Regions from separate parts of the Urocitellus parryii genome. Here region 2 is linked to region 1. The links are chromatin contacts, called in public Hi-C maps. All regions are on one chromosome and are shown on one strand. The core of a region is the stretch at or near the end of the contact, and the rest is flanking DNA. Distances in the headings are between cores, read along the strand shown.

Evidence for each region. A called contact is a pair of places that touch in the nucleus more often than the background predicts.
Region 2: a Hi-C map of muscle shows a contact between it and region 1, with 8 times the contacts expected there. The contact joins the promoter of Sinhcaf here to the promoter of Dennd5b in region 1. A contact is called at or near these places in 2 of 2 Hi-C or Micro-C datasets (liver and muscle).

The regions. Positions count from the first base shown.
Region 1 is chr5:78,615,499-78,618,502 of mUroPar1.hap1, reverse strand. Dennd5b (DENN domain containing 5B) reads right to left here and starts at 1,749. Exons shown (of 23, transcript XM_077798438.1): 1 at 1,404-1,749. The coding sequence starts at 1,548.
Region 2 is chr5:78,876,459-78,879,544 of mUroPar1.hap1, reverse strand. Sinhcaf (SIN3-HDAC complex associated factor) reads right to left here and starts at 1,610. Exons shown (of 6, transcript XM_077798918.1): 1 at 1,457-1,610.

The sequences.
Region 1 (3,004 bases), core at 500-2,999:
AATATGATTACGTAACTATACACACCAAAACACACACACACACACACAACTCTAGTACTCTATTCAAAAATTTAACTAAAACTAGACTTAGTTTTGTTGAAAATGTTTTGCTGTAAGGCTGACTTAACAGACATAGCTAAGACATGAGTTGATGGATAAGGCTGAACAGTTTTGTTTACTATTATTATTTAATACATCCTTTCCAGTTTTCCAGTTTCCTACCCCCAAAAAACGAAAAATCCACATTGGTGCAATTATTAATGAATGCTATGTCCAAAGGAAACTGTTCTAAAAGGCTATGACCTAAGTGTTTAGCACTGACACAGATAAAGTTCAGGCAGTAGATGTCACTTGTCTCACCCATTTAACCCAAAAAAAAAAGTCAAGATTCAGATCCCACGGAGGCAAGCAGAATGAAAGATGTAATCAGTCCCTTCTCCTCGCCTCTTCTCACAGGGCGCACAACCCCGGTACCCCGTCATCCTTTAACAGCCCCTTTTCCCAGGGTAGGTTCTCCAGCTCAGCCCTGCACTGCGCCATCAAATGAGTCAAGAGGAGGAACCAGTGCCCCTCCAGGAAAACCCAGGCAGTAACACACGGTGCACCCAGTTGGATGGGGTAATAGCCAACTACTCCAACTCAGGAACAGCGTAGGCAGTGTCAACAAAGCATCGTGCAGAGTCCCGAGCGTCCAAAGGTCCCCTCCAGGTTCCCTGACACTGCCAAATCGACAGCATTCCAAAAGGTGATTCGACCGTCAGCAGAACCCGGGGTGGCGGAAGGCGGGGCGCAGACTGAGAACAGTCACGGATGAAGTCTAACTAGCCTCCTGCCCGCGCCTCCGCCAGCCCCGCACGGCCACCACCGCCGGGGTGGGCACGAATCCATCCCTCAGCCGAGAGGTCTCCCACACCCCCTCCTCTAGGAGGATGGGCGCTACGTCACGTGCTGGGGCCAAACTTCGCAGCCCCAGCGGAGAGGGCGGGAGAGGGAAACAGGGGACAGCCGCGAGGTCGGGGAGCCAGCGCGCCTGTCAGGAGCCGCCTCCGCTAGCAGCAGCTAGCCGAGCGGCCGACGTGCCGGGCGCGGGCCGTGCCCTCGGGGCCTCCCCCGCGCCGGTTATTAATAACCCCGCACTCGGGAGGCGAAAGCCCCCGGCGGGCGCCCTAGGCGGCGAGTCGTCCGAGGACTCAACATTCACCCTGCGCGCGGAATAAATAACAATGTCATTAAATCGCCACCCGACCGCCCGTCCGGCCGGAGAGCGGCAGCGTCGGCGGCAGCGGCGAGGGGCGCCTCCGGGAGCCGACTTTGTCTGGATCCTGCACCCCGCCTCCCGCGCGTCGCCGCAGCCTTCCCCGCACCCCTGAGGGAACCCCCGCGCCGCCGCAGCCCGGCCTTACCCGCTAGCTCGTCGGGTTCTAGCCCGCTGTCTGCGTCGATTCCGCACAGCACGAAGTAGTGCGCGAAGCGGCAGGCTGCCGAGGAGGAGCCGGAGCCCGAGCTTGAGCCCGAGCCCGGGCCGGGCGCCGCGCCGCTCCCGCTCATCCCGGCCCCGCTGTTCTTGCGGCTGTCGTCGCCGCCGCTGAGGAAGGCTCACTGAGGAAGGCTAGCAGTGGAGGCTGCCGCTGTCGCTCCCGCTGCGGTCTCCGCGCCGGTCCTACTAGGGCGACCCCGGCGCGCCCATAGCCGCGCAGCCGCCGCTCGCCACCGCAGCCTCGGCGCCGGGAAAAGCGGCCTCGGGCTCGCGCGCGGCCCGTCCGGATCCTGGCCCCGCTGGGGGAGGGGCGCGCAGGGGGAGTGTCGGCGTGAGAGGCTCGCGCCGCCGCAGCTGCGCTCGCGAGCCGGGAGCCACCGCGTCTGGCGCCCGAGGGTCAGCTGAGCAGCGCTCAGGCTGTGGGAGCGCGGGGCGGGCGGGGGCGCTGAAGACCAAGCACGGGGAGGGGGCGCGCTCGCGAGGGGCGGCGACGTGCCTCGGCCGGGCGCGCGCGCCCAGCGGGCTCTGAGGGAGCGCCCGGCGAGGGCAGGAATCGTGCCCGCCAGCCCCGGCTGCGGCACTGGGGCGACCCCACACACACCCCTCCCGTTAGCCGCCGGCAGGGAAGAGGGCAAGCCGCAGGGAGGCAGCCTGTCCTCCGAAGGGGATGTTACTCACCATAATTAAAAAAAAAAAAAAAATGCAGCTTTGGGGAAGGTGAACAGCCGCTCTGAGATCATTTCCCACAACGGTCTGAGCCATCGTCTTTTAAACTGTGACATGTGCAGATGCCTATATCATTCTAAGACACTAGTCCTTGAAACGTTCCGCCATCTCTCACCCCTGCTCACAAGACACCCCTTAATTAGCAACTAAATGGTGAGAGGAGGAAACAAAACAATTCAATATCCATACAGCATTGAGACTTCTAAAGGGGGCTACAGTTGCCAGCCCCCTGCCTGTGTTTCGTAATTTACCCTGGCGCTTTCCAGGTCAATGTAAAGTAACCCAGGCGCTCGGTTCCCCAGCTCGGGACTCCTTTGATGTTATCTGCTCTTGTTGCAGGTACACTTGGAGGCTGATAAGGTAACAGGAATTAGACCCTGAACTCTGCTCCTCACAAAGACATGGCTTTCTTTCCCTGCTCATTCCTCTTACTTTCCATTCTACAGAAGAAGCTCACAATCCCTACTCTCTTCTTCTGGAACTGAGGAGTGAGGGATCATCATGAACACCACTGGTAGACACACAAGCAAATCTTCCAAGGAAGTGGAGTGAGAGAAACTTGAATATTTGATTGAATAATGCTCTTCCTTGAAGACAGTTTATGCCTGCATACCACCATTTATTTAGTAGAGCTTGTATCCTCTCTTTCTTCGATTCTGAAATGAAAGAAAATCAAGAAATCAGAGCAAGCCACAACCTGGGTAATTGATCTTTAGCTCCCATTGCACTCCACTTTTCCGCCAGAACACTTACGATGACTTAGCTGGGTTGTAAACTCTACTAAGTAGGAGTTGTGCTCTG
Region 2 (3,086 bases), core at 361-2,860, 260 kb before region 1:
TCCGCTCGGCCGTCGCCCCGAGCGCCGCGGGGCCCGCACGGGCACATGCAGCTCTTTGTTTTCTGTCCAGCCCGGCGCTGCCTACGTGCAGCATCAAGGATGTCGGAGTGTTTCTCAGGGGCGAGACACTTGACGAGCACCTCCGGGAAGGGTCCCGACCCGCGTCCTGAGGGTCCGGAGCCCCATCCTCTCGTCCTCCCCTCGGCAACGAGGCCATTTAATCAAAGTTTTGCAGTGTCCTTGATGAGAAACGCCCGGATTGCCCGCCCCGCACAGGCTGAGAGTTGGCGACTTTCACTCTGCTTTTTAAACTGGCAGGACGCCATCATCAGCGAATCACATTGTCCTGCCGGCCGGACCTGCCCGACAGCGACCGCATCCCACAGCTCACAAGGAGCTGGACATTCATTCCCAGAGCAGGATTGCTGCCCGAAGCACGTGGTCTGTCATGTTGAGCACAAAAAGCGGTGCCCTCCGGAGTTCGCTCGCTCCCGCAGCGCAGACAACGCCACTGCCTCCATCCCTCAGGAACTTAGCGTAACTGGCCATCTTAAACCGCGGGCGGTCACCCTCCGAATGGGAAGCCCTCGCGTAGCGCCCACACCTACGCTACAGGTGAATAAATGGGGAGCAAAACTTCGGGCTGCAAAGACACCTCGGCCACCAGCGGCTGTTGGGCGCGGTCCGCGGACAGCAGGCGTGTGGAAGCCAGGCTGTTTTTAAGCGACCGCGTGTTGCTCTCATTGTCGCATCCGCATCCCCCCGGAGTTCGGCAAACAACGCCACGCCGCGTGCGCTCCCGGGAAACCCGGCGCTGACCACCGAAGGCCGATTTAAACCCCCTAGCGCCGCCAGCTCGGAAAGGAGATGGCAACTTAGTTTTCGAGCGATGGCGTTTATTGTCCACCCTATCAAAACACGCGCAGGGGGCTGCGATCAAACTACAGAGCGAGGTTTCACAACGGCGCCCGACCCTCCTCGAGCTCGCGCCCACGCGGACGCACGACCCCGGGCCGCCCCGCGACTGCCAGCAAGTCATTTTCCTCCCGGGCCTTCCAGCCACCGGGTTCTCTTTCGCTAGGGAACACTGCGGCTGCGAAAAGTCATTGTCACCTTCAACGTGGATCCCTCAACTCCGCGACTCCTCAGTCATTTCCAGGATCCACTCACTTCCCCCGGCCCCCGACTTTCGGTTTACCTCAAATACCCTCCCCAATTTAAAAGTACACGCTAAACATGTACACACAAAAGACCCCGGGGTCTGAAAAATCACAAAAACAGCGCTCCCAGCAATGCCATCTCCAAGACAAAACTTCCTGTGTTTGTGTGTGCGTGCGTGTGTGTGTGTGTAAGGGCTGGGGGGAGGTGGGTGAGGTGAAAGAGGAAAAAAAAAACACTCTGAAATCAAAGCCTTGTGAGACAGTTTTGCACCAGAGTAATGATCAGAGTCACTCACCTTCCCAAAACTGCCGATCCACGCGCAATAGCGTCCCCGAGGTGCGGAGTGCACACCAGGCCAACCCCCTCCAAGCGCTCCCTCCTCAACTGCCTTGTCTAGAAAGATTGTCTCCTGCAGTTCTGCAGTTGCTACCGCCGGACGGGAAGGTGTAGATTCCTCTTTCCCTCTGCGCACGCGCGACTCCCGGTACAAAATTCTCTTGAATCGAACTTATTTGCATACGGGCGCGCGCGCGTCGCGGACTGGGAGGGGAGAAGGCCAGGCGGCCGCGCGCGCTCCCGGGGCCTCTATTGTCCTTTTAAGGGGAGAAGTACCGCGGCGCGGGAAACGAGGCGGCCTGAGGGAAACGAGGGCGGGGACGGCTTACTACAGCGGACGTCACATAAACAAACGCCTCCTGGCTGGAGGCGACTGCGAAGGGGGAGTGGCAGGATGGGAAAGGCGGAAAGGTTAGCAACAGGGGGAGAAAACTAGGCTGCGTGACGTGCTTTGCACTCCCAAAGTTCTTAGGGATCACGACTTGGCGTTGAAAAATAGTTTTAAAACTGCTTTGCAAAATCCTCACACCTGTGCCCAGGCTCTGGCGTGAGGTGACCGAGAAGGTGGTCTTGTAAGCACCAGACTGAAGTTATACTAACCCCATGTTTGCTGAATTTTGTTTTAAATTGAGTTTTTAATCTTTTAATCCTCCTCTACGTCAGCAAAGATTTAGTTTTCGTAGTTTTAATGAGTCGTTTAGTGAAGTCCAATTTTGACATCCTGTCTATCCACCAACTCCCTCTTGCCCTTCTCACACGGTAACCCAACCCATCACAATCCAGGTTTTTTTGTTTTGTTTTGTTTTCCGCTTTAGCAGTGAGATTTCAGGCCTCTCAGAATTGAATGGTTGTTAATTTCCGTGGGAACAGTGCCGCTTTCTTAAAAGACTAGTCTGTGGAAAGCCAGTAATCTAGGGACACTCATACCTCCTCCAGCTGCTTGTAAAAGGTGTTCCAGTCACCCAGAAATAATACCACTAACTGGTGGTCTTGGGAATTGAAAAAATAGTGAAATGCAGGCTTTTCCCTGTGGAACGTATAATAATCTAACAACCTGAACTATTTTAGACACGGGGATGGTGGGTGGGGGGAATGTTGGGGGGACGGAGGCTGAAGTAACTTCTCAGATGGAAAAATGGAAAATGAAAAAAGTAAAAGATTGTGATACCTCTTTATTCCAAGGACACATGTAGCCCCAAAGACAGTCTGGTTTATTGGTAATGGGAGGGTGGGGAAAGAGGATGTTTTTTCCAGAAACTTGATATTGGTCCCAAGCTACCAAAGTGTGAAAATCAACCATAAAACTTTATCATCTGCTGACAAGTTTCACTGCTTTCACTGTAGTGTCAACAATAAGAATTTAAATAGATACTTCTGAAACGCTAATTTAATTCAACAGCCAGTTCACTGAACATACAGTACAAACCCACTTCTGAAGTCCTTAACTAAGGTTTTTGTTTGTTTATTTGTCTGTTTTTGTTTTCTTTCCTGTGGTACTGAGGATTTAACCCAAGACACTCTATGGCTGAACCATATCTGGAATTTTCAATCCTTCTGCTTTAGCCTCCAGGCTTGCACCATCAAGCCTG